4 separate regions of the Mus musculus genome follow, and regions 1, 3 and 4 are each linked to region 2. A link is a contact called in public HiCAR-type, Micro-C and promoter capture Hi-C data. All regions are on one chromosome and are shown on one strand. The core of a region is the stretch at or near the end of the contact, and the rest is flanking DNA. Distances in the headings are between cores, read along the strand shown.

Region 1 (7,204 bases), core at 4,673-7,172, 440 kb after region 2:
GTACATTTTGAGCTATATATGATATATGAACTATACTTCAATAAAACTTTTTGGAAAAACCAACTTGACTTTTATAACCAGCTTTCTGTTTAGGGCAATTCTGATTTGGACTCCTAAGAAAAAGTAGTAATCCAGAGACTGGATCCACAGAGCAGGACTAAGGAAAAGATTGACTTCCAAGGGCTGATGGTAAAGACCAGGAAGGCTTGGGCCTAGCCACAGTTGTTCCCCAGTTGCAGAACAAGAATAAACATTAAGTTATATGACACATTCAAATGAAATTGACCTCTATTCTGTTCTCCCTTGATCATTAAGCCAGCACCGTCAAATGGCCTCTTCATCTCTGCCTGAAGCAGTAACAGCTACGTCCAACAGGTATGCCTGGAAAGGAAGATAGACTCAAGGAATGGAAAACTTTATGGAGAAAAGCACTCCCATGAGACCGTGGCTCAAGTAGAACAGAGAGATCATGTGCGTGCCCAGAGTTGACACTTCAGAGCCGAGGCCTGCTGAGGGATGAGCTTAAGTATGCAGTGAAGGCTCACAAAACCACCCAGACTCAATCAATCAAAAGTGATTCTAGAAAAGAAAATTTATCCATAGCATTTATTGTATTACCCAGATCTCTCCTTGGGAGCATCTTTCTTTTTCCTCTTTGATCATAGAAATAGTGTTAGCAGTGTTCTCCAAAAACAGTTCCGGAATGTTCTAGAAGCTAATGTTATCCAGGACTTTATAAGGGCCTTCTGCTACTCCTTCCTCCCTCATCCACCAAATACACTCCCTACATACTTCTGCAAATTCTCTGTGAGCCATAGGAGGATCAAATCCAAAGTGATTGTCTGGGCTGTCAGGAAGAGGCAGTGTCTAGCCAACTCACACAGCCTCTGCAGCTCTGGTCGTCTCTTCTTCAGCCTTGCAGTCTACCTGAACCTAAGAAGAAGCACTACCGCCTGTCTCTTCTTGCCCTCTGTTGTTTATTTTAGATACCTAACTTTTTGACCCGTCCAGCAGGTCCAGTTATTCGAGGGTCTCGAGGGGACCTCCTCCTAATAACCAAATGGGGGGGGGGGTAGAGAGAGACGAGAGCCTTGTGCGAATAACGACACAGAAACCGTTCTGGAATGCATCAAAGCCCCAAATGTATTAACCAGGCCCGAGGTTTAAATGCACAAGAAGAAGGGGAAGTGCCTTTCAGCAGGAGGAATGGGGCAGAGGAAATGCACCTCAGCAGGAGGGATGGGGCTGCGGAAAGAGAGGAAGTACTTCTCAGCAGGAGGGATGGGGCAGTGGAAATTTTTCTTTTGGCCACTACAAGGGGAAGCAGGAACTTGGTGGTATCAGGGTACATCTTGAAGTCAGGACATCCGGCGCTGACTTTCTCAGCACTTTTGACCCCCTTTTCTTCTCGGGGGAAGAGGCCCAATTCAGAGATCAGGACAATAGCGTTGCCTTAATAGCTCCCAACAACTTTTGAGTCATTTAAAATTCCTCTCTGTTATGGAAGCTATCTCTACCCTAATACAAAGGACAAGCTTGGACTAGTGGTTTGGAACACATTCAGTGGAGGGAGGGGAACAGCATGTATCTCATTAATGTCTGTCATTTTTTCATTTCTTCTATAATACTGAGTAGCCAGAAGATATGATTCTCTCTGTATGCTGTTTCCAGACCCTGTCAGGCTTTTAAGAATGATGGCTTGCTTGCTTTCTGTCTGTCTTTTTTTTTTCTTTTTTAATTTCTTCTTCTTCTTCTTCTTCTTCTTCTTCTTCTTCTTCTTCTTCTTCTTCTTCTTCTTCTTCTTCTTCTTCTTCTTCTTCTTTTTCTTCTTCTTCTTCTTCCTCCTCCTCCTCCTCCTCCTCCTCCTTCTTCTTCTTCTTCCTTCTTCTCTCTCTCCTCTCTCTCTCTCTCTCTCTCTCTCTCTCTCTCTCTCTCTCTCTCTCCCTCTCCTTTTTCTCTCCACCCGCCTCTACCTCTCCCCACTGCCCTCTTTTTCTTTGAGACAGGTCCTTTCTATGTAGCCCTGGCTGTCTTGAAACACACTATGTAGACCAGGCAGGCCTTAAATTCAGAGAGTTCCACCGGCCTCTGCCTTCCAAGTTCTGGGATTAAAGGTGTTCACTACTATGATGCCTGGCTAGAATGCTGGTTATTTCACAGTGGGTATTTACTAGTGTTTTTAAAAGGAATGACCCCACTGTACATTACTCTGGATTAACAGATATACTACCTTAGGACCCATGAATGCTATCTGCCCATCATATCTTGCTGTGGAGTCCTGCTGACCAGGAAGAGTCCCCCATGAACTGAAGTAGCTTCCTGATACTCAGGCACTGATCACACTAGAGTTAAATCTCTTGATGGCTCCCTCCCTTCACACTGGAGAGAAAAGAAAAGATGTGCTTTTTGCGAACATGACATTCCTCTAAAATGCCACCTCCTCTCTCTCTCTCTCTCTCAGGCTTCTTTTATGTTACAGCACTGTGTGGGGAGTAGGTAGGTAGTGCTAGCTTTGCTGAGTGTCATCCTGCTCATACTCCAAAGGAAGGGAAATGACAGCAGAGCCAGTGATCCCCTCAAGTGAGAAGGTGGGTGTTGGCAATGTTTAGTCTCCATTGTCAGCTCCTGGCGCACACACTGGTTGGCCTGTGAGGAGACAGTAAGGGCTTTGACTCAATGGTTGGTTTAACCTTTGTAGAGAGGATTTTTCATGAGAAATACCTGTCAATAAAAAAACTCTATGGCCAATGAGTTGAGGCAGGAAATAGGGGGTGGGACATTGGAAGGAAGAGAGGATTCTGGGAAATAGTGAAAGAATAAAAGGGAGAGATTTGAGCAAGACCTGGAGGGAGATGTTGAGGGAGACTCTGAGAGAGATACCGAGGGAGAAGCTGAGGGAGATGCTGAGGGAGACTCTGAGAGAGATACTGAGGGAGAAGCTGAGGGAGATGCCGAGGATGACTTTTGAGAAAAGAAGCAGGCTGGGACTGAAGGAGAGGTAACTAACCAAGTGGTAGACATAGAATAGTTTGAATAAGTTACCAGCTAGTCAAGAAATGAGCCAAAGCTCATTATTATTATGTTATTAAATGCCAGGCATCATTTAATAACAAATAATTAGTCTCAAAGTTGCCATTCCAAGAGTGGGGGAGAAAAGAAAAAAGGCTTTATCATCATCATCATCATCATCATCATCATCATCATTTTTATAAACCTTCTGATGGATTCCAAGTCTAAATAGGTCATTAAGAGGCCCTGGGACTTCTGGCCTATTTGAAGCAGAGATCACTGGAGGCACCATCCAGAAGGCCATGCCTTGTGCTATCTCGTCCCTGGCTACCACTGAACCGTTCTGTTCTGCCATGCTCCTGACTGCATCGACTGGCACCTTACCCTCTTGTTTCTTTGAGGTACTTTGCCACAGTATGGAGAGAGGACGTTTCTTCCTCACTGTGGTCATAAGTGGCAATCACAGACAGAGGATCCCTACAAGTGCACCTATGGGACCAAACTCCCAAGTGCATCTATGGACCAAACTCCCAGCGAGATGTGTTACCTCTTGGGAGAGACTTGGAGTTAGATGAGCCAACGGGAGCAGGGCACCTGTGGTGGGATTTGTGTCCTTATAAGAACAAGAGCGGTCACAGCACGGTCTTCTTCCCCCACCTCTTCCTTCTCTCTCACAGTACAGAGGTCTGGTGAGAAAGCCATAAGACAGAAGCCAAAGAAAGCTTTCATTAAGAACCGTGTTTGCCCTCGGCAGGCACTGTGATTTCAGGCTTCCTCTAGAAACGTGAGCATCTGCTGCAGGAGCCCGGCAACGTGGCATTTTGTTACAGCAGCTGAGGGTGAGAGGATCCTCACCAGTTCCGAAGCTAGGCCGCTTGCTTCTCAGACTTGCCTCAGATTCTGACGGATCTTCTGCTCCGACTGAAAATGGAAAGTGACTCACTTGCATGCTGCAAGAGCTCAAACCAGGCCCCAAATGGTCCTCGGTGTTTGCAAACTGGGCTCAGGTTTCAGTTTTGGTGGAGAGGTAGCTCCAGGGCAGTTCATTGATAGGGGCTTTGTGGAATTCGAACTTCCTAGTGTTTCCATGGAAGAAGCACCCGGTATTTTTCTGTTCCCCAGAATGAAAAGGATTGAGGCCTAAAAATATCAACAAGGAAGAGTAGAGAAATGGAGGCCGACTCTAATATACCTACATGACTAATGGAGCAAGCGAAAACTCTTGACATTGGTGAATTTGCCCATGGTAGAAAACTGAACCAGATTCTGCAAGAAGTAAAAATTGAGATGGGACTAAAGGCATAGGATCTTTTGGGGGAAATACCTGGGCAAAATAATAATAACAATAACAGCAACAACAATAAAGAAGCCAGACATGCTAGGAGAACCACCAAACCATGAAATAAGTTTGACCTTATAAAGAGAGAGGAAAAGAAGGTTTGGTGGAAACGTCTCAGACTTTCCTGTAATCTTTCATTGTTTTGGAAATCTTGGGGTGTCTGAGGAGACCTAAGGTGGCCCTGCTGGGAATGAATCATTCCTGATGTCCCTGACACACTTGGCTGTGACTCTGGAGCAGTCAGCCTGGCCTCCATATGCTCAGACCTCAGAGCTCAGCAGTGGGACACCAGCCACTGTTCTTCTAGGAGGACTGTCAAGTACAGTGGTTCTCAGCCTTCCTAATGCTGCTATCCTTTAACACATTTCCTCATGGAGTGCTGACCCAAACCATAAAATTAGAATTTCATTGCTACTTCATAACTGTAATTTTTGACACTGTTGTAAATCGTAATATAAACATCTGATATGCAGGATTTCTGATATTCGACGCCAAAGAGGTTTTGACCCACAGGTTGAGAACCGCTGGCAAAGACCTGACTTATGGTCCTGCACACATGTTAAATGTAAATGATTTTTTTCATTGATGAAAATCTTTTCGCATTTCTTTTCAAGAAAACTTCTTCACAGAATGGTATAGAAGCAACAAAAGAAGGTATAAGAAAATTTGATGGCTTCCAAAATGATTCTTTATTCTGAACCAAAAATAGCACAAAACAGCCTGACCACCTATCACAAAACTTATCAGCATTCACTTTGGTTCTAAAAAAAAAAAAAGGAATCTGCACGTAACTGATAAAATTGCCACTATGAATGGTATTTCAAGGAATATTCTATAGGACCTGAGGCCAACTCCAAGAATCAAGTCTACATATTCTGAGCAGCAGTAACATTATAGGAGTTAAATATATAGCTTTCAGCTTTCCAAGGTGACTTTATTCCCATTGGGAATAGAATTCCAGGAGTAATATTAAGAATTAAACTAAGCTCCAGCTTCCACCATCTCTTCCCTGTGTGTGCACAAGCAGATGGCTATGTGGGAAGATTATTCACTTTGTAGCTGTCGGGGAGAGCCCTTACAAGGCTCTGCACCTCATTTTATATTTGTACTTTTGTATAGCATTTATCAAAAGGGGGTTCAGATGTTATTAACACACCCCTTGGGTTCGTGATACCCTTCCTCTCTCAGAAGTGTGTGGAGTTGTGCGTGCGCACCTCAGTGTGCTGAGCACTTGCTCTGTGCCTCTTCCTGAGCTTGGGCCTGGGTGCATATGTTTCTCCATCTGGGCAAAGCTTTGCTGCACTGGTTGTTTTAAATGTCTTTGGGTTGCTGAATAAAAAGAAGTTAAAGGGTGTGTCTGCAGAGAAAATAAAATAAAATAAAATAAAATAAAATAAAATAAAAAGACCTGTCTAGACAAACCTCTGAAGCAGGGGGTAGGATGGGGGATGGGCAATTCCTCACTTCCTTCCTGGGAACTCAATCTTGGACGTTTCTTGTAGGGAAGTGGGGGTGTTGGGGGGGGGAGCGCTTTCTTCATACCACTAGAGGGCATCAGTGTGCAGACAATGGTGATTCAGACAGGGTGCTGAATTAACTCCAGGGAGTAAGAAAGATGACCCACATTCCTGCGCCCTCTAACTCCCGCCTTGCCATGGCAATACATCCTGCGCAGCCAGGATGCTTCGTTCTGGCTTCAAATCATGCTAGCATTTCCTCCCAGCAGCACAGCTCCCAAAGACACTCTGTCTATTCTTCTTCCAAAGTATTTGCTGTGGAGCCATTGGGCCTATAAATAAATGAAGGTCAGATAAGCTCATTGTCCTGGGGCAACAGACCATGGATACACAAAGACCTTGGGGGGGATACTGAACTGACTTGGTAGTCTTGGACTCAGGCTCTGGGTCTGTCATTGTCTAAGTGATGTTGAGAAAGTCACTTGACCTTCCTGAATTTAGGCATCTTTATTTGTAAAACAGGAGGGAGGATCCTGTAACTTCTATAGGTATGTAAGAGCAGATTTGGCTCTCATCGAACACCCTCATGGCAAGAGTCTAGTTCTTACTGTCGTGATTGTAAGCAAGAGAAAAGAGTGGTTAAGAGCTTTCATTCTAAAGTTCTAAAATCCAAAGAAAGTTTATAAACTCCCAGGAATGGAATTCCAAATGAAGGTCCTATTTAGTTTTTAGCACATCGCATAAGGAGCTTTGAAGTCATTTCTCCCTCACATACCAGGAGAAAAAGCTGACCAAACTAAAAACCAACAGCTCTTCCCAGATCATCAGAAAGTTGCTGTCTCCCAGGTGAAGAGACCAATAGGCAGATGCAGTGAGCAGTCTTTACTGGGGCAAAGCAGTGAGAATTAGTACGCCTTCTACACAGTATACCTTGTCTGGCTTACAATAAAAAAAATGACAAGATTAAGGGCCTAGAGGCATAGCTCAGGGGTAGGACACTTACCTAGTATGTAAAATGTCCTGAATTTAATCCATAGTATTTCAGTTGGAAAAAGAAAATTCAAGACTTACTGAAAAATAAAAACACCATGTAAAGAGAAAAGGCAGGCCCCAGAATCAAATATGGCAGAGATGCTGGAATTAGACTGGGGATTTGAAACAACCGTGATTAACATGCTAAGGGCTCTAATGAAGAAGCAGACGATGTGAAAGAACAGATGGGTCATAAGAGAGAGAGAGAGAGAGAGATGGAAATTCCAGAAAAATCAAAAGTAAAACCGGAACCAAAAAGCATAATAATAGTCCTTAGGAACTTAGAAGAGGAGAAAAGAATGAATGAACTTGGAGAAATGTCACTCAACACTTCCACAAGTTAAACACTAAAGGAAATAAAGAGTGA
Region 2 (6,911 bases), core at 3,064-5,563:
GTACAGAATCTTTTATGTAGCTCAAGATATTCTGGGACTCACACTATAGTCCTGGCTGTTCCCAAACTCATAATAATCCTCTTATCTCAGTCTTTCGTGTACTTTCATTTCAAGCAGCCATCTCCAGTTTTCCATTCTCTTTAAATTTGTTGGTTTTCTTTTCTTTTTTTTTTTATTTAAAGTGTATGATTACATTGCCTACATATGTCTATGCATTGTGTGTATGTAATGCCCACAGAGGCCAGAAGACGGTGGTGGATCCCTTGGAACTAAGGTTACAGATGACTGTGAGCAGTCATGTGGGTGCTGAGAATCAAACCCAGGTCCTCTGGAAGAGCAGCCAATGCTCTTAACCCCTGAGCTATCTCTCCAATTCTTCATTTCTCTTTCTAACACAAATGACTACATATTATCTACAAATTCTGCACTTAAAAAAACCATATTACCACATTATTTACAATAGAAAATAACTAGAATAAATATTTGCCTTAGTTCGCTTTCCATTGCTGTAATAAATAACACAATCCAAAGCAACTTGGGGAAGGAAAAGGTTTATATTACCTCATACTTCCTAGTCACAGTCCTTTACTGAGACCCTCAATAACTCAAGGAATAACCTGGGAGCAGAAATTAAAGCAAAGGCTAGGGAGAAGTTCTGCTTCCTTGCTTGTTCTTTACGGTGTGCTCAGCCTTTCTTAATATAATCCAGGACCACTTTCCCGGGGATTGCATCACCCACAGTGAACTGGACCCTCCCACATCAACCAGCAATCAAGAAAATACCCCATACATATGCCCACAGGCCAATATGATGGAGATAATTGGGAAAATGTGTTATACAGTATAATATATTTGACATCAAACAAACAAAAGATCTGTTGTATTCCACAATAGGAAGAACCACGAGGGCATTGTTAAGTGAAAGGACCTAGTGGATCCTAATTGGCTAAATAAATTACCCAGTGGATCCTCATTGGCTAAGTGAAATGACCTAGTTAATGATAAGGATGGTGCTGCCTCTTAAGCTGGGCAAGGGACAAATGCACTGTTGTGGCAGAGGAACATTGTAAAGACAATAGATTGAGGTCCCAGTCACATGCAGAGAGTGATTTCAGGATATGGGGTGTGGGGATGGGGGGGTGGTTCAGGAAGTTGAAAAAGCAGAAGCACTGGTCAGAGAGATGGGGGTGCACCCATCACAAAGTGGTGGGGACAGGAGGAGAAAGACTCAAAGAACCCAGAGGCCATGTGACCGGAGCACCTTTTGATTGTTGAAATAATTAAGTGTTAAGTCAAGAGAAACATCGAAAGTCACAAAGAGACAGCTGCTAGGTGACTCCATTCACACAGGTACCTGTAGACTAAAAGAGTCACATTCAGGAAGACAATTTGGAGAATGCTGTTTGGGGAGTGTGAGGACAGGGACATGGGTGTTTTGGGTGAGTGTACTTTCAATCATGTTGGGTAATGGAGGTCTGAAGATGTATCATACTTGGTGTTTATGCCTGACAGCATTGTATTGTGTGGTTAGGAACTCCTGGGTGGAAGGATTTTATGTTGTTGCTTTTTTAAAAAATAAAAATAATACTTTTAAAGAGTATTCTCTATCAGTATTTCACTGTTTAAGTGCCACATCATTCATTCATTTACTCCTTAACTGTATCCTTTTGTCTTCAATCTAAATTACAAAAACAAAAACAAACAAATAAACAAACAAAAACAAAAAACAAAAAACAAAACCCATGGATTTTTGTGCTACATACCTGTACTCTCATCTCTTGGGAGGTGGAGGTGAGAGGATTGGGGGTTAAAGGTCATCCTTACTACATAGCAAGTCAGACCCTGGCCTGGGCTACATGAGGCTACATTATCTATCTCAAAACATAGATAAAGAAAAAAGAAAAAAAGAAAGAGAGAGAGAGAGAGAGAGAGAGAGAGAGAGAGAGAGAGAGAGAGAGAGAGAGAAAGAGAAAATCTCTTAAACTGTCTATTTTATGTATATATGTATGGTCTATGTGCATGTATGCCACATGTGTGTAGGTTTCCATGGGACACAGAAGGTGTCAGATCTCCTAGAGCTGGAGTTGGAGGCTGCTGTGAACTTCCTGACTTGAGTATTGTGAACCAAACTCTGCTCCCATGGAAGTGTGGTTTCATAAGCTGGAAGTCATTTCTCCAGCTCCTAAAGTTACTGTTGATTTCTGGGCTGGATTTCCTTGATTATGTAGTCCTGAGTTGTGCTCAACCCTCTTCACAGACTAGTTTGTGTCTGTCTCTAAGCCTTTAAAAAAATCATTTTATTTTATTTTTATTTTATTTTATTTTTTAAGGCTACATATCCATGTGTGCCTATATAAGTGTATATGTACATATGACTTCAGATAGTCATAGAGTTTAGAAGAGGGCATCAAATCCCCCAGATCTGGAGCTACAGGTGGTTGTGAGCTTCCTGATATGGGTCTTTTGCAAGAACATTATGTACCCTTAACTGCCTCTCCCTTATCAGAACTCAATGTAACACTAAGATTACCGCAGCCCCTGAGACTACATGGATCTGTCTTTCCTCTGAAGCCAAGGACAATTTCCTATCATCCTTTACCAGGGACATGACCTACAGATGGACTTCTGTACAGGTGGTATTCAAACATAACACAGTAATAAGACTATTCAATTTAAAACCATTAAAGCACTTAATGCTAGCCTAGCTTCCCCAGACTCTGAATGCTTGCCCATCCATCCTATTCCTCCTCGGGATTTCCCCTTTCACAGCAACTAGGGAGCTAACATTAGATGTAGCAAGGAAGAGTCATGTCCTGGCTTTACCACTAGGGCCAAAGTTTTAGAGAAGTGTTCACCCTCACTGTCTTCAGTTTCAAATACGTTGAACGCATGATCTGATGAGTGTGTTTGGGAAGCATCTCATGGATGGGAATTTATTTTCCATTTCTGTGCCGTTTCCAGGGCACTAAGCATACAGAACGCCACACAGCTAGTATCTGCACACACTCCTTTCACAACTGGCTAGACCTAGAGAGGGCCAGCCTCTAGAAGCACATGTGCTCAACTCAACTACCAGGAAAGCTTTCTTCCTTTGGGAAGGTCTAATGGGTTCAAGATTCTCATCTAACTACCATTGCGAAAATCCTCTGAGCTCTGAAGGCCCAGAGGCTCCACCTGTATCTCTTTTCCCAGAGGTGGGACAGATTCTTCCCAATGCCTGCTGACCAAAAGATACCCAACTGCTGCCAGCCCAAGGCAGTTCCATAAATGTTTGCATGGTAAATGAAGGACATTAAAATCAAAACCAAATCGCCTCCTTCTAAACTTCTTTGCAAAGGTAGATACTATTTAAAGCAGTGCAGCTCCTTCCCATCCAGCAGACAAACTTTAACTCAAAATTCACCACTTTCTTGTCCTTGGCCCTTGCGTGATGACTTACAAAGCTGCCAGGACTCAGGCATTCTTCACACTATGACTTCCTCTTGAACCAACCCCCTGACCCAAAGCTGGTTCATATTGTGGCCTGGCTTTCACCCAGACTTGTCCCCAGCTGGCACCCAGCAGATCACCAACCAGGGTCTTGGTTTACTGGCAGCCCTGCCCTTCCACTCCCTCCCAGGCTGTGCTCCAATCTCAGCCCTTTTTCTTTCAGACTCCACCACAGACTCCTCCTGTGACCCCGCCCACGTACCAATCCCTCTGCAGCGTCGCCCCACCTCTTTGGTTTTGACCCCGCCCCTCATGCACACGCCCCTCTTCCCCCTTCCCTCCCTTAGACTTCGAGCCTCTGCTAGCAAGGGGCCATCCACCCACCCTCACCTCTGAGAGCAGCGGGGCCAGGTGCTCCAGTGGCACCGCGGGTAGGTCCCCGCAGAGCACCGTGCCGCGGAGGCTGTGATTTCCCGGAGGCTCGGACTTAGTGCGCAAGAAAAAGAGCCCCTTGGCGCGAGCTCGGCTGGGCTCTGGTCCTGCGTCTAGACCGGGTGTCACCACCAGGCCCCCGGGCCCGGACTGAACCACCAGCAGTGGCCGCGGATCCGAGGCAGCGTTGTGATCCAGGAAGGCCTGCAGCAGCCTCCCCGCCTCGGCTGTGCCTGCACAGCGCTCCCAGGTGCCCGCGGCCGGACGCAGGCTCCGAGCCACAAAAGTCCCCAGAAGCCGCAGCCTCGGGTCTCCAGGCTCCTCGTCCCCAGACTCCGCCAGCGCTGCCTGCTCCTTGGCGCCGGGCATCGCGTGTTGCCAGCTGCAGCGTCTGTTTCCCTAGCGACGGGGATGCCAGGCCCTCCTGCCTCTGCTCTCCTTATATTGGGCACTGGACTCTAGCTCCGCCCCACTAAGTTAATAAGGTAGGCAGGGGCTGAGAAGGGGCGGGGTCGCGTCGTTGTTGCTGGGAAACTGGTGGAAGCTCTCACATCCAAGCTGGTCTGGTAGACTAGACGTGCTCTGAAGACTACAGGCACAGGCTTGCGTGGGATTCTTTTGTCTAAGGCCAGATTAAAGTCTTCAGACGCCTCCATACACAAAATGAATAGTTCTCTTACTCTGTCCTAAATATATAATTTAAAAAGTTAATCCCAACGCCAAGGATAATACCATGAATGCAATACAATTTTTTTCCCAAGATAACAACTCAAACACTTTCGGAGAATGCTGTTGGATAGAACTTTTTTTTTTTCCTTCAAATTATGAGCTTCCAGCGACACTCGACCTGTTGGTGACACAGGGCTTAATTGTTTCATTTAAATTTGCAATTAAATAAGCATGCGTGTCTAGCAATCACTTCGAATGTCTCCTCTTCAGACATTTATAATAAATTATTGTAAAAAATAATCTCCAGTACCTTGCTTTGCCTGCACCTTCATTTGCCAAAAGGGCAGCTGTGCTGGACAATGGTCTTCCATGCGAGTGGCCCGAGGTCAATTCTTAAATATACTGAAGTGCTTGTAAATATGCAGCGTGCTCCCCTTCTGACCTGGAAAATTATCACTCCTCATAGGTTTGATCCTTCTCCGTGATCAGAATCAATCACTTGGGTCTTTGTATGCGTGTGTGAACGAAGGAATGGATATGTGTGTGTAAAAAGGAAATGGACACTCAGCCAGAGGCCTTCCGGTCTGCAAGAATCTCCTGTCTGCCCCCCCACCCCCACCCCCGATTGTATTACCTCCCAGGGACTGCGGGATTTCTTAGTAAAGTGAATGTTTACATCAGGCTTCAAGGACTATTAACAGAGTAGCACTTATCAAAGGCAGCTTGGCTTAACAAGAACCACCCCCCCAGCCCCGCCCAGGACAACACCAGTGCCTGGAAGCTGAAATGATTTACTGCTCGATAACTGGGACCCAGGGGTTCTGTGATGAAAATGTTTGCATTAGAAAATGGATCTTTGTGTCTATAAAGAGTGTTTTATCATTGCTGCATTAAACAACAAGTGGAGCAATTAAGAAGAAAGGGGCAAAATGAATCTGATAATTGATATTCCCAAAAAGACGTTGGGGGAAAATAGAAATGTCAGAGGATTCTTACATATCTTAATTCCTTCCTTCCTTCCCTCCTTCCTCCCTTGTTTGCCTCCCTCCTTTCCTCTCTTCTTCCCTTCTTCCTATAAGGAGTAGTCATGCCATTTGGGTGGCAGATCTCCATTGTGTTAATCTGCTTATGTTTTATATATAGAGAGAACTCATCTACATTCTATTGGCTCTTCAAATAAAATTTGTGCCCCTCTCACCCTGGCTTTGTTTCCCCTTTATCTTGTTTGTTCTCATACCCCCAACATATATAAAAACTGGATGAATGATGGAACGGGGAGATGTGTTTGTGGATAGAAAAACTTACTTTGCAAGCACAAGGGCCCGAGTTCAACCTCCTTAGTGCCTGTACTAATGCTTTCCATAGCTGTGCACACTTTGGTGGTCAGGAACAGGTGGATCCTAAGAGCTCCCTGGTTAGTTAGCCAGCAGTGAACTTCTTCTGATCCACTGGAGAAATAGGGCAGAGAGCCATAGAGAAAGATTCCATACATCATACCCTGACTGGCATGGGGCATATCTGCACATATAAGCATGTATGTGAACACATGTGCATGTACCCAGAGAGAATGAATGAGTTCCTGAAGATACCTGCCTAAAGCAAACACCACCATCTGTTTTTGTTTCTCTATAACACAACTGTCCATTTTAGATGCTGATTTTTTCAATTCCTTAACATAGACATTTTGCAGTGGGTGAGGGTTCTGAGAAAAGCTTGTCTTGATGGTTGTGGATTAGGATTTTTACTGATGTTGAAGATAAAATAGCTCCCATTAGGAGCTCCATCAATCATTAGAAGGCTTGAGCAGGCTTGGGGTGTTATGTGCACTCTCCAAATTGGCAGGTCAAGGTTGAATGCTGGCAGGAGGTCTTTTTTCTTTATCCATAGCCTCTTTGCTTTTAATTGGTGTGTGTGTGTGTGTGTGTGTGTGTGTGTGTGTGTGTTCCTACGTACACACCTGCTTAGTCTGAACATTACTTGCCTATATATATTTTAGGGCTGACCATTTGGTTTTGGATAACCTGATGGTTTGCTTCCCTGGGGAAGATAGTTTCTCCTGCTCTCAACAAGTATTTGCCCGTATGCCTGTAGTTCTTTGTCTAGGGTTGAAGTCTTGTGAGCTTTCTTCATTAACATATGTACTGGCGATGCTCTTGTTCAGGTATAGGTTTTATTTTTACCATTCTTCTTTAACTTTACACAAGTTTATTTCCATATATATATATATCTTAGTCAGGGTTTCTATTCCTGCACAAACATCATGGCCAAGAAGCACTTGGGGAGGAAAGGGTTTATTCAGCTTACTCTTCCACATTGCTGTTCATCACCAAAAGAAGTCAGGACTGGTACTCAAACAGATCAGGAAGCAGGAGCTGATGCAG
Region 3 (6,864 bases), core at 947-3,446, 360 kb before region 2:
AACCAATAGTCTCACAATGAAAGCATTAAGATGTTTCATATGGAACCTTATATATGTTGATTCTTGCCTATTCAGACCCAAATAGGACCCATTTTCCATTAGGTTTAATAACATTTCATAAAGAACTTCATAGTTTGTATAAGTGCAAACTACAAAAAAGTTTTTTTCATGCTCTAGCACTACACACAAACACCATAATATGCACACATATAATCTTCACATATACCTTACATAGATTATCTGTATGTATAATCTGTATGTATAATTTACATATATATGTAAGCATCACATACATATTTTGCTGGCCTCTTGGTCATATCTGATTGAGTTAGCATTGCTCTTGATTCTACTATATTACACATACAGTATTTGATTACAAATTATGATTAAGAATTTGATTATGAATGTACTCTGGGGTCTGGGGATAGAGCTCCGTTGGTATAGAGTGCTTGATTAGCATGCACTAAATCCTAGGCGCCAAGCTGGCAAGAAGACTCAGTGGTCGACAAAGCTTCAGTTTAATCCTGGAACCTACATGGTGGGAAGACAGAACTGATTTCTAAAGTTGCCTTCTGACCTCCATACACACAGGCCTTGGCACAGGTACACATAATACATATGTGTACACACACGCACATGTATTCTGCCTTGCACCCTCAGTACTCTTACGTGGGAACTATTTGCTGCTGTGGTCCAGAGCTCAGAGCTCAGAGCTCTTTACTTTTTTTTCTTATTGTCTCCAGGCTTAGATGTTTGTTATTTCCTCAGCCTGGAAAACTTGCCCTGTACACTAGGTTTGCTCCTTAACTTCTAGTCTCAATTCAAGGTTGTTTTATCTGTTCGTCCTCCCTCATGGTACATAAACTGTAATACAACTCTAATACCACCTGTCTTACCTCATTAATTTTTTCCTACTTTTCATGACCCAGCATGCTTATTACCTGTGCATTTATTTACCTATTGCTCAGCTTTCTTCACAAAATAGTATTTTAAGGGCCAGAGCATTGCATGTGTAGTTCACTGCTATATCCTTATCGAATGGAATAGTATCCGGCTCCGACAAGGCAGCTGGTAAATATTTATGAAGTAAATGAAAATAGATGGCACTTTTCTATTATCTCCTCCGCTAAGTTAGATGTCTTCCTATTTTTAAAATGTGTTTTGCTTGTTCCGTCTGTTCAAAGAGTGTCATGCTTCTCCTCAATTGCCAGCTTAATTTTTAAAAAGTAGCTAAAGGGACAGTTCTAACTAGAACTGTCAGCTTGAATTTTGTGGATTCCAAGATTGCCTCTATTCTCTCCCTGAATTTCAGAAGGAAATGTGTGTATAGCCATGTCTCCATATTTCCCGTGGGAAAAGCCTCAGCTTCAGTCAGATTCTCAGAGGCTCATTGCACAACTCCAGGGTTTGAGTTACTCTGCTCTCCCTTGAATGTTGTTCAACTAAAGCCCAACACGCTTTACAGGAACCTTATTAGGGTCCCGACCAAACCACCTGATCTTGGAAGTGAAGTTCCTCAGAATTGAAAATAACCCACGAGGCGAGTCTCTAGCTAAATGTCTCTGCTCAATCAGCCAAGCTCTCCTGTGATAGACACTTCCGCCTCTGCCAGACTCGTAACCTGTCAACTACGTTTGTCTCTTGACGTCTGTCTGACTCACCGATTGCTTTAACCGGGATTGTGAAAGGTTTTCTAAGGAACTGCGAGCCTTTCGGCGCCAAGGACTTACTTTGAGTACTCGCTGAGTTCCTTTCCTACTGATCAGTTTTTCAGGCGTGTGCACATACCATGCTCCCCTCGCCCCTGCCGTGTTTCTTCGGAGATGTCCACCCTTCTAACCATGGTCTAGGGGGAGGACGCATCTCTATTCCAAAGCTGTCCTGTCTGTCAGCTACTCATGACTGAATACCTGGATTTGGACAGGAGGCTTCTGTCAACTGGGCTTAGTGATAAGAGGTGACTGCTGTGGCCCAGCGCAGGACGGTCTGAAAATGGGCGAAAAGGCTGTAGGCTCAGCCTGGGTTAGAAAACCCGATCTCGAGGAATGAATGCTGGTGGGAACCCGGAGCTCCCTGCTCCCTGCGAGGGGAGGGGTCAGACTCGGGTCGTGAACTGGGACACTTCTTGGGGAGCCAATAGGAAAGCCGGTCTCAGGTAGTCCCTCACTCGCCCCGCCCCGCCCCGCCCCTCGCTCCGCCCCGGCGCCGCGCGTCGCCAGGGCCGCGGATGCGCGCAGCCGTCCAGCTTCCGGAAGTGCCTCGGTGAGGGTGGTTAGGGCCGAGGTAAGCGCGTAGTTTGGGCGGATCGGAGGGCTAGCCGAGTCCTGGGGTCAAACCTGAAGTCGCTTCAGCTCGCGCACTGTCAGGAGCGAGCTGGGGCGGGGACAGCGGTCTCAGCCCCGTGCCTGTCGCGCTCGCGGACGGCAGGCGCGTGCGGGGGAGGGGACTCGGGGCGGAACGGAAAGTGGACTCTTCCGGGTTGCTCGTCCCAGGAGAGGGATCGGGTCTGTCCGGACTCCGGTTGGACACTGCCAGGTGGCTAACCGCTAGTTACTGGCCCTCAGTGATAACCCCAGCTACCCCTTGCAAACCCCCAGAAGGCTGCCCTAGCTCTTCCTGGGCTTGAAACGTTGCTGCTTGGAAGCCCTGGAGGATCCAGAGCTGTTAACTTTGTTTTTTGTTTTTGTTTTTGTTTTAAAGATTTATTTATTATTATATGTAAGTACACTGTAGCTGTCTTCAGACACCCTAGAAGAGGGGGTCAAGTCTCATTACGGATGGTTGTGAGCCACCATGTGGTTGCTGGGATTTGAGCCATCTCTCCAGCCCACTTTTAATACTTACTTTACAGGGCTGTCAGGAGGGTCATCAATGGCACAAGCAAAGCCTACAGTGGTCTGATAAACAAAGGGCCACCTACATGTGCAACCCTGTGTGCAACCTACGTGTGCATAGAAAAATTGCATTTCACTTCGATTTCTTAAAGCGTCGGTAATACAAATATAACTGATAAATCACGAGTTTCTTCTGTGAGGAGTGAGAGGTAGAGTCTCATCCGGACACAAATCCATACGTCTCTCTATAAGGTAATTTAATTTTGAGTAAATGGACGCCTTGTCACAGATGCCTGGGTGGTAGCCACCAGTTGGCCTCTACTGCATGAAGTAGTAGTATTAATATACAATTTAAATGTGTAAGATTTAGTTTCCCAGAATAGCGCTTCTTGAATAGTCTCCAGATTTGTGTTAGGAACTAATTCTGATCAATCTGACAGGTAGAAATTTTACTGACTGAAATTTTATTATTTTTGTAAAACTCAGGAAATCATTTAGTTAGTGAAGGGGTTTTGTGTATTTCATTTCTAAAAACAGAGCCTTCTTTGAAAGTTGTCCTCCTAAGCCAGTGATTCTCAACCTTCCTAATGCTGAGACTCTTTAATGCAGTTCTTTTCATGGTGGTGACTCCCAACCATAAAATATTTTTTGTTGCTACTTCATAACTGTAATTTTGCTATTGTTACAGATTATAATTTGAATATCTGTGTTTTCCCATGATCCTAGGTAACCCCCCATGAAAGGATCTCAACTCATAGGTTTTGAGCTGCTGTTCTAAGCTCATAACATTTGGTCAACTGTGATTTCAGGATCATTTTGTGTGAAAATATATTGTAATTTCCATTGCGATGTCTTTGACCACTGATTACTAATTTCTACAAGTTGGGATTTCAAGATCCCTTATTGGTGTTGATTTCTCATTTAATTACATTCTGTCCTGGCTAGTTTATGTCAGATTGAGTCATCTGAATGGAGAGAACCTTAGTTGAGAAAATGCCTCCTTAAGATCTGGCTGTAGGGTATATCCTTAATTAGTGATTGATGGGGAAGGGCCCATGGGTTGTGAGTGATAGCATCCTGGGCTGGTGGTCTTGAGAGTTCTCTAAGAAAGCAGGCTGGGAGGAGGAAGCTAGCAAGCAGCACTCCTTCAGGGCCACTGCATCAGCTCCTGCCTCCAGGATCCTGCCCTGGTTGAGTTCCTTCCTGTCCTGACTTCCTTCAGTGATGGACTATGATCTAGAAGTGTAACCTGAATAAACCCTTTCCTCCCAACTTGCTTTTTGGTTGTGATGTCTCATCATCATAATAGTAATAGTAACTCTAATTAGGATATCGTGGTTACAGAATACATACTTGAAGTTTCCAATTGTATGAAATGTGTGTACATGGTTTGTTTTCCTGAATATTTCTTATGGACTTCATTAAGCATACTAGAGCTGTGGGGTTTAGCTTTGGTGGGTACTAGAAGTCAGGACAGCACCTCACTCCTTTAATATCAGCATTGGGGAGGCTGATGCATGCAGTGTGATTGTCTTGAATTCCAGGCTAGACTCTGCTCCAGAGACAGACCCTATCTCAAAACAGCGACAGCCCCAAACACCTATCCTCAAACACATACCAAATAATCAACAAAAAAATTGATACTAGGTGTGTCTACACTTCTATTTCTTGATGTTCTGACCCATCTATTTTAATGACATGCCATCTTTTTTGTTTGTTTGTTTGTTTGTTTGTTTGTTTGTTTTGGTTAGTACTATTGTAGCTACACTATTTATTATTGATGAGCCAACACATTTCTCAAAATGAAATGACAACCCCCTCCTTTGTCTTTGTGTTGGCTAGTTTTATGTCAAGTTGGCACAAGCTATCGTCAACTGAAGGGACCTCAATTGAGAAATTGTCTCCATTAAGATAGGGCTATAGGCAAACCTATAGGGCATTTTCTTAATTAGTAATGAGGGAGGGCCCAGCCCGTTGTGAGGAGTGCAACCCCTAGTGGTACTGGGTTCTTTAAGAAAGCAGGCTGAACAAGCCAGTAAGTAAGGTCTCCATGGTCTCTTCCTGCCTCCCCGGTTCTTTGCCTTTTTTGGGTTCTTATCTTAACCACTTTGGATGCTTAACTGTTAGGTGAAAAGTGTTCCTGAAACCCTTTCCCCCACAAGTTGCTTTTGTTCACAGTATTTCCTCACAGCAGGAGAAACTAACAGATCTTCCAGTCAGCTTGATCACATATACTAATGTAGTCATACCGGTTTTCATATGCTTATGCCACATTCTGTTTTCATATACTATGCCAGCTCCTTGTAGTAGCAATCAAAATTAGGCTCAACATCTGTGGTTTATTCAGTTCAAGCACATAAGAAACACTAATGAAAAAATCGTAGGCACAAGTTTTTATAGAACTGGAAACTTCAAGTATGTATTCTCCAACTACAGTCTAATTTAAATAGAAATGTATTCATGCAGAAATATATTCATTTCCTTAATTTTTATTTTTAAACTATTTCTTCTGCCTAATAAATTAATTTGTGGTGCTGCGCATGGAAACCAGAATTTTACACAGGCCAGTCAAGTGCTTTAATCACCTGGCTACATGTCAGGTTATCGTGTCTTTATATTTACAATGTCTCTTTCAGATAGCATATATCTAGGTCTTGCTCTTTAAATCTGAAAGCTCTGTCTTGTAGTGTGAATGTTTGTCCCGTTTACACTTAATGTAGTTTATAGATGTTGGCTTTTACTCTACTGCATTGTCTTGTTTTCCATCACAATTTTTCTCTTTTCCTGTGATATTTCTGTTTTTTTTTGTTATGTTTTAAGTAAGTTATTTTTTATGTATATATGAGCTTTTTGCTTGCATGCATGTTTGTGCACCTTTGTGTGCTGGGTGCAGCAGAGGAGGCTAGAAGAGGGTGTTGGATCCCTTCAAACTGGAGTTCCAGATAACTGTGGGTCACTTTGTGGGTGCTAGGTACGGAGCCTGGGTCCTGAGTCGTCAGAAGATGAGCCAGTGCTAACACTATGCATCCTTAAGCTTTACGTAGAGTTTAACCTCTCAGGGTCTCTGTCATTGTGCCAGTTTTTATAGCCCAGTTCAGATCTGCCGGTTCTCACCTCTTACTTGACCCTCCCCACTTCCTACCTGGCACCCCTTCACACCCAATTGCTTCAGATTTTCTTTTTCCGATTTGGAAAGTCACATCTATATTAACAAAACGGATTCGTTAAATGTGTCCTCCCCATGCAATTTTAATATCTCTTAGGCTACTATTTTCTGAAAACCTTAAATGACATCATTTTGTATTTGTTTTATACATCAGTACACTTTTGCTCTTTTCAGACACACCAGAAGAGGGCATCAGATCCCATTGCAGATGGTTGTGAGCCACCATGTGGTTGCTGGGAATTGAACTCAGGACCTCTGAAAGAGCAGTCAGTGCTCTTAACCGCTGAGCCATCTCTCCAACCCTGACATGTTTTATTCGTATATGTATGTGGCTGTACACAGTGCACACGTGGAGTCAGAGCACAACAGGAGGAATTCAGTTCTCTCCTACTGTGTGGGTCCCAGAGGCTGAACTCAGGTTGTCAGGCTTAGCAGCAAGTGACTTGGCCTGCTGAGCCATCTCACAAGCCCTCATCTGCCTTTGAAGGAGGTTATCAGAATTAAAAAAATATATAGCATTTGTATTCACCAGACATTGACTGTTTTTGCTTCTTTTTATTCTTTTCTGAAGATAGGAGTTTTCTAGCAGTAGGAGGAATGAATGACCTTTATTCTTGTAGTGGAAATTCACTAGTGACAAATTTTCTGAGTTCTTTTTGAAAAATTTGTTCATGGCTGTGTGTGCATGTGGCATGTATGGTATGTGCAGTATGTGTTTGTGGTGCATGTATGTGTGGTGTATGTGTCTGTATATGCCTTTATATGTGTGCATGGTGTATGTGTGTGTGTGTCTGTGCATGAGTCTGCAGTGTGTGTATGTGTGTGCATGTGTGTCTGTGTGTGTGTGTGGTGTGTGCTTAGTGT
Region 4 (7,190 bases), core at 1,338-3,837, 400 kb after region 2:
ACAGTTCTTGCAAGAGATTTGGTCTGGTTTCTCCTCTGCGTTTCTGAATTACACTGCTTTTTCTTTCTCATTGTTCTCCGATTTGCATCCACCTTGCTCTTCAGTCAACATCACGATGCCACATGCTGATATGATTGTATTAATCTAAATCACTAGGATTAGCTTATTCTGAATTTGGATTTCCTTACAATATTTTTACCATTTTTTTTTTTACAAGCAATCACATATGACTTGCAGGCCTTGGTAAAAAATTACGTGGCTTTTTTTTTTTTTTTTAAAGCTTGTCAATTCTTTGCAAAGGTTGAAATCTGTCTTTGCAGCGATTGTCCCTCAGTGGGTTACACAACCCCAGCACCAACGTTCCAGATTCTGTAGCATACTCTAAATAAAGCAGACCCGTCCTTAGGCGAGGATGGCCCGGCATTTCCTGTGTTTGGTGAGTGCGGGCTGTTCTGGACCTCCTGTGAACTACAAGAGAAACAGTTAAGGGATTTGTTCAGTCTGCTGAAGGTATTCCTCCCAGAGTGCTAAATCCTACAAAGTAGAAATTTAGACCCAACAACCCCTGCAGGGCAGAACTGGGAGGAAAAGAGGCCAGGCTGATGCTGAGAAAAAACGATGAGTCAAAAACTCAGGGGTCCGAAGGAGTCAGGTGAGCTGATGGTAAACTCAGCAGCACCCCTGGAAAGTGATCAAACAGAGTAGAGAAGCAGGAAAGTCTTCCGCGAACAAGTAAACTAGTCCATTCATAGCCTTCGGGCTTACGGAAGCCCCCTCAGACTGAGCAGTGTAGAAGCCTCAGAATAGAGTGAGTGATTGCTCAGGAACCTTCTCTGAAGTGTAGCCTCAGATCCCCTGAATTGTTCCACACTGAGTCTCCCAAGGCCGTCTTTCTAGCTTCTTAGGCCCTTTACTTGAGCACTTCCCCTTTCTTCCCTGAGCTCCCGAAAGCAAGGGTCTCTGGAGTGAAGAAACTGTGCACTCACTCACAAGGGAGGCATCATTGTGGTTTCCGGAGCAAAAAGTGGGTGGGAGGCGGGGCATCTCTGAGCCATCCGCAGGATGCTGCCCTTTACAACGTTAATTAGGATTTCACTTGTTTATGATAATGACGGTAATCATGATTACTTTCGAGAATTTAGCTCTCTGCGAAGAATACCTTCCGCAGATCTGTGTGGTTGTTTTCTTTGTTGTTGGAGAAGCTTTCCTTCTCCATCCTTTTTGCCCCTTGGCTTGATCGAATGCTCACGCGCCCGCTGCCCACCTTCTCCTATCCCATTTCCTCTCTCACATCTTCCGGGCTTAGAGCAACTAAGCTTAGAAAGTTAGAGAAACATAAGGAAGTCTACTAGGACTTCCTTGTCTACCTTCATCCACCTGGACCATCTGCATCCAGAGAGCAGTGACAGCTCTGGTTGTTGTCTGGCATGTGGAGGATCTGAGACAGATAGCTGCACTCCTGGGGCCACCTGAGGTTCTATTTGATGCTTTATACAGCTGTCTCTTCCGCTTGCTATTTTTCCGTTGCCTGCCAATCCTCCCTCTCCTCTTTCTGCCTCCAGGAGAGATGGGCAGGCTCCTGAGAGCTCCTCAAACCACAAAGGTGATGTGTTTGTGGTGTGAAGAGCTTGCAAGTGGCAAGAACTGCAGGCCAGAAACAGCCATCAGAAGCCCTGTGGACACTCTGCCCAAACCTGCCCCAACAGACACCCACACTCCCCTCCCACTCCAGCACCTAGCTCCCAGGGTCATTCTGACTTGCAAAGTGAAAATTACTTGTGTGGTGGTGGCTCGCTCCAGGAGCCACTGATTCCCAACTGTCAGTGGCTGACATTATTACACATAGCAACTTTTCTACTGCAAATGAAGCTGCAAATGAAATGCTAGTTTCCAGCAGAGTGCCCCCCCCCTCCAACCCCAACTGTGTGGAATTGTTGGCAGGCATGCAAGTTCGCAATGCCAGCCCTCTTCTAATCCCCCCTTGTTTTGCATTGGCCAGGGTTGTGGATGCTAGGGAACCTCCTGGAATTCACCCCTACAGACCAAAGTGACTGAAGCCCCAGCTTCTGCCGCTTCCTCTCACGGTGGTGCATCTATTATGATAATGGACTCCTGAGAGGCTTGAGCTAAACTGAAGCTCAAGTCATCACCTCCTACCCTTCGCCTTGCCTTGTCTAGGACATAACTCAAACCCAGGTGAATTAATATGCAATGAGTTAGAGAAACTTGAAAAGCAGAAGATAGGAAGGGGGTGGTACTTCTTGTGCTCTTACTGATAGGTCAGATTTAAAATTTGGGATCTCAGCTGGGCGTGGTGTCGCACGCAGTTAATCCCAGCGCTTGGGAGGCAGAGGTAGGCGGATTTCTGAGTTCCAGACCAGCCTGGTCTACAGAGTGAGTTCCAGGACAGCCAGGGCTACACAGAGAAACCCTGTCTCGAAAAACAAACAAACAAACTTGGGATCTCTTTAGTTTTCAAGGGGGCGGGGATTTAAAAGAAAGAGAACTAAGACTCCACATGGTGTGGAAAATGCTTTGTGGTCTCTTTCCAAAGCCACATGCCAGCTTTAAAAGAAGTAGCAGTTAGTCTCCTCATGCCTCATAGAATGAAGAATACCAGTGCTAATGGTCCACACAACATAGCCTGTGGTTCCAGGAGCAGGGTGGGCGATGGTGACAGAACCATGTGCTTGATTCTTTGTTTCACAGCTGGTAGAATCTAGGCAGTACAAGCTGGCGTTGTACACAGAAACGGCAGAGGATGTAAGACCTTCACTCAGCTTGGCACTGGCTAACCAGTCTGCCCCATCTTAGGCTTAGAAGCCATCTTATAGCAAAGGCAAACTAGTTTCATTCCTGTTTATGATTAAACTTCTGTTTCTAAAGGATTGGGATATGCTCACATGTAACCTTAGTGACAACTGGTTCTGTACTGCCTGTCCCAGAAACAACACCCATGTCTTTGTTTCAAAAAGTTATAACCACCTTGCAATCCGACTTTTATTTCAAAAGGTTGTTATGACTACTTGTTGTTATGACTACCTGTTGTTATGACTACCTGTTGTAATGACTACCTTATGACCATCTTGCAGTCATATCTTTGTTTCGGGAAATCCTTATGCCTAACTTGTTCTGCTCTTGTTCTTCTGTAACCCTGCTGACTTTGCTCACCAATCCCCTACTTGGAAATCCCCTACCCCAAAGCTATTAAAAAAAAAAAAACTTGTCTTCCTCAGGTCCAAAGATGACCTCTGGAACCCTGCGTTAGTGGGAGGCAACCTATGTATATGAATAAAAAAGCTTCTTTAATCAATTGCTTGCTTGAATCCATTTGGCCATGATGACTGTGATTGGTGGTCTTTCTCTTTGATTCTTTGGGGCTAACATTATGGACTTTACTTTGTGCCCTGCTCATCAATGGCTTCTTTTGTTCTGAGTTATCTTCCAGGAGCTAAAATGTCTCCTATAAACATCAAACAAACCACGGAGTAAAGAGGTCCCCCACATGCCTGCCTACTGTCTCAGAGGTAAAATTCAACTCAGGTTTCCCTGTATACTTGTTTGTTTCTACAATAATAACTTCACGACTAAAGCTGGTAAGAGCTTCATTTGGGTTTTCCATGTAGGAAATTATTTCAAAACCAATCTTATATACCCTCAAGTTACATACACCCTAGAGCCCTTTTCAAGACATGACAGATATTGATATTATCATTTCTATTACCACTTCTCTGACAAGTGGCATTCCTCGGTGACTTTCATAGTCTTTGTCAACTTGACACAAACCCAGACATATGTGGGAGGAGGAATCTCAATTGAGGAATTGCTGCCATCAGATTGGCATGTCTGTGGGGCATTTTCTTAATTGTTAATTGATATAGGAGAGGTCGGTCCACTGAGGGCTGTATCATTCCTGAGCAGGTGGTCCTGCGTTGTGTAGGAAGGCAGGTTGAGCAAGCAATGGGGAGCAAGTCAGTAAGCAGCATTGTTCCGCGGCCTCTCTTTCAGTTCCTGCCCTGACTTTCTGCTTTGGCTTCTCTTGATACTGCCCTATTACCTGTAAGCCAATAAATTTTTTTCCTTGAGTTTTTTTGTTTCGTTTTGTTGTTGTTTTGTGTTTTTGTTTGCTTGGTTGGTTGGTTTTTCAAGACAGGGTTTCTCTGTATAGCCCTGGCTGTCCTGGAATTCACTTTGTAGACCAGGCTGACCTCGAACTCAGAAATCCACCTGCCTCTACCTCCTGAGTGCTGAGATGAAAGGCGTGCGCCACTACAGCCCAGCCCTTGAGTTGTTTTTGGTCAGCATTTTATCACAACAGAAAACAAACAAGAATAGTCACAAAAATCATCTTGTTTTTAAGGTCTTTTAATTCTTTGGAACACAGATCACTATCAGCTTTGTTTAGTTATTATATGTCTGCTTTCTTTGCCTATATGGGTCTAATACTTATATACTTTGTTAGAATACTTTGTTAGAATCAACTCAGTAATATTTATTTATGTGATTATTTTGATAGCATCAAGATGATGGGATAATACCAAATTTTCCACTAAACTCCAAGCCCGCATCGAGTGACTGTTACATAGCAGATGCTCAGTAAATGAAAGAATGAATAAATTAGCACTTTGCTTTTTATCAGACCAAATGGGAAGGCTAGAAAGCCTTCAATTTTACAATTCTTTTAGAATGATAAAACATGTATAATAAAGTGCTCTTGCTTGGGCCTTTGCTTCGTTCTCTACAAAAAGCATTTTGACAATTAGTATCCCATCCTGAGATTTCTAAGGGGAAGGACCTTTAAAAGGTGATTAGGACTCAGCCTAAAGAATGGATAAATCTCTTTAAAGAGGTTGGTAGATCCATGGGTTCATAGATCTTCTCAAGAGTATGTCTATTATAGAAGGGTACTACCTCTGTTCTTTGCATTACAATAGCCTGGCCTGCTGTAGGACTGTGCCACAGGTAGCCTTTAACTTACTTAAGAACTTGTGTCAAAACAAACCTTTCTTGCAGCTTACCTACTCTCTGGTTTTATGTTGTGGGCAACAGAGAACAGACTAAGACAATCTTTTTAAAATGATTTGTTTATTTTTATTTTATGCGTATGGATGCTTTGCTTGCCTGTATATTCCTGCTACAAGAGGCTAGAAGAGGGTAGTGCAGCCCATGGAACTGGAGTTGGAGATGGATGTGAGCTGCCATGTGGGTGCTGAGAATGGAATCCAGGTCCTCTGGAAGAGTAGCCAGTGATCTTACCCACTGAGCAATCTATTCAGGCCTGGGCTGAGACATCCTTTAATCTAGATATTTTTGTAATCATTTGCTAGTTTTCATTATCTAGCATGAAAAGCATGGGAGATCTGGGTTCCAGACTTAGTGCAGCCTCCCTGGGTACTCCATCTACAGCTGCTTTACCACTCAGGCTTAACTATCCCTGCCTCTAACTGTGCTGGTATCAGGGAGCCTCTTATCCCCTTCATGTCTCATTCTCTGAATTTTACAAGAAACTAGTAACTATGTCAGACCAAGGCTGCTCTGACATAATAGAATTTACTCAGATATTGTAACTAGTTTTTTTTTGTTTGTTTGTTTGTTTTGTTTTTTTCCTAAACTCTATGTTCATGGAATGAAGGATGTGGAGACTTTCTTATATCTGAACATCTTTCTGTTACTGAATGTATCTTTCCCTTTCTTTGCTGGTTTGCTGTGGATGATTGGCACCACTGATACCTGGGTGTCTGATACACACATCCAGTCCTGGCTTGTGTGCTTCCCTGTAACACTATAGGGTTTTCTACCTAGTCCTATGGAGTTAATGCCCTGTGACTAGTTTGCCATGCTAAGCTTCTCACTTATTTGTGTGGGCAGAGAAAAGCTTAGATGAGTGAGAAAGAGAATTGTACAGAAATTAGAACATTATTTCTCACAGTGTCTTCCAGGAAATATTTGACAAGTGAGTCCCTGAAAATGTTTATCGCTGACAGTGAAGTCTGGAGATTACTGCCTGATAGGCCCAGCCAGTTTCTAGAAACCCACAGTGAACTCAAAATATCTGAGCATTTGAGTATTGACACAGTAAACATACCTATTCAAAGTTATATGACCCTGATTCTGAAATAGATTGTGCCATAGATGCCTTTTTCTCCCCTCACTATTCTTAGTCATAATTCACAAATTTTCCCTATCGCATATATATGGGAAATACTGAGGTCCAGTAGGATGGGAAGCAGTCAGAAATTATTTGCAAAGAAAGTAACCTGTGCTTAAAATATGTACCAATTTCACTTTCTGTACTCAGCTCTTCCCCCAAAACCAAATAAGACTTAGATATAAACACCGCCCTTCAAACTCAAGGGCAAAGCATTAGGGAATTATGCTGGACTTCTCATTAGAGTGTGTAAGTCATTACTTTCTGGTGTGTAATGAAATATATACTCATGCAGAGAAAGTCCTAAGTGGAAAGACAGGGTGTGGCATCAGTGCAGAGGAAGGATGTGGCAATGACATTTAGAGACAGTTGAAAATGAGAACTGACCCTGCAAGGAAAAGAAAAATGTACAAGCAACATATGGACAAATTATAGCAGTTGTCCAAAGGACATAAGCAAAGGGGAGGTAACTCTAGCTAGAGACATAGCAGATAATGTGAGCAGTGGCTGCGAAATCAGCATAAAAGTATCATGCTTACAGTAGACGACAGAGCATCTTAACTAAACAGCAACACTCCAACATCCGCTAGAAGAAGATGTTCCTCAGGTGAAGAAGGGCTTCTATGTATACAGAAAATATCAATTGATGCCCCAAATCTGTATCCCTTCTTTTGAAGGATCTAGCGAAAAAAATTAGCTACAAACATGCAATGCAGCATTTTAGATTTAAGCAGTTTCCTTTCTGTTGCATCCTTTCTGGGTTTGATCTTGTTTATATGACCATGGTATGGCTTAAAATGGAGAAATTTTTCTAAAAACTCTGTTCTGTGAGGAAATATAAAGGTAAATATTTTTATTTATGCTTGAACCACTTATGAAAGCAGGTGATTTGCACCAGCATGGGAGGGGCAATGACCTTTTGGGAGAGAGATTCAGAAAGACCAGGTGCCTGATGATGTGGGAATTTAACCTGCTAGCTCTTCTTACCCTATACTCTACCTGCTTCTTTTCAAATACCAAGGTTTTCCTTCAGTATCAAGGT

Evidence for each region. Promoter capture Hi-C pulls out the DNA fragments that hold promoters and counts their contacts. Hi-C and Micro-C count contacts between places; a contact is called where the count stands out from the background. HiCAR-type assays count read pairs that join an accessible place to other places.
Region 1: a contact with region 2 is called in a promoter capture Hi-C map of hippocampal neurons, with 3 times the contacts expected there. The contact joins the enhancer-like site here to the promoter of Dnah9 in region 2. A contact is called at or near these places in 4 of 39 promoter capture datasets (embryonic stem cells, frontonasal cranial neural crest, hippocampal neurons and 1 more) and 2 of 115 datasets of contacts at active chromatin or transcription factors (astrocytes and embryonic stem cells).
Region 3: a contact with region 2 is called in a Micro-C map of embryonic stem cells, with 2.7 times the contacts expected there. The contact joins the promoter of Zkscan6 here to the promoter of Dnah9 in region 2. A contact is called at or near these places in 5 of 39 promoter capture datasets (embryonic stem cells, frontonasal cranial neural crest, hippocampal neurons and 2 more), 2 of 484 Hi-C or Micro-C datasets (both in embryonic stem cells) and 2 of 115 datasets of contacts at active chromatin or transcription factors (bone marrow-derived macrophages and embryonic stem cells).
Region 4: a HiCAR-type map of astrocytes shows a contact between it and region 2, with 2.6 times the contacts expected there. The contact joins the enhancer-like site here to the promoter of Dnah9 in region 2. A contact is called at or near these places in 4 of 39 promoter capture datasets (embryonic stem cells, pre-B cells, second pharyngeal arch cranial neural crest and 1 more), 1 of 115 datasets of contacts at active chromatin or transcription factors (astrocytes) and 2 of 9 other capture datasets (embryonic stem cells and liver).

Annotation. Positions count from the first base shown.
Region 1 is chr11:66,607,414-66,614,617 of GRCm38.p6, forward strand. No RefSeq gene overlaps it. Among named protein-coding and RNA genes, the nearest start is that of Gm40028, 64 kb to the left of the region's middle. Within about 2 kb of position 5,923, at least 5 of the 459 cell types and tissues checked have an H3K27ac peak or open chromatin away from gene starts, as enhancers often do. A contact at or near this core is called in hippocampal neurons, where this site is marked.
Region 2 is chr11:66,164,238-66,171,148 of GRCm38.p6, forward strand. Dnah9 (dynein, axonemal, heavy chain 9) reads right to left here and starts at 4,314. Exons shown (of 69, transcript NM_001099633.1): 1 at 3,820-4,314. The coding sequence starts at 4,230. It overlaps Gm12296 (predicted gene 12296), which reads left to right and starts at 3,798. Exons shown (of 3, transcript NR_153847.1): 1 at 3,798-4,346.
Region 3 is chr11:65,804,979-65,811,842 of GRCm38.p6, forward strand. Zkscan6 (zinc finger with KRAB and SCAN domains 6) reads left to right here and starts at 2,197. Exons shown (of 7, transcript NM_001302374.1): 1 at 2,197-2,283.
Region 4 is chr11:66,566,589-66,573,778 of GRCm38.p6, forward strand. No RefSeq gene overlaps it. Among named protein-coding and RNA genes, the nearest start is that of Gm40028, 23 kb to the left of the region's middle. Within about 2 kb of position 2,588, at least 14 of the 459 cell types and tissues checked have an H3K27ac peak or open chromatin away from gene starts, as enhancers often do. A contact at or near this core is called in astrocytes and stem cell-derived epiblast-like cells, where this site is marked.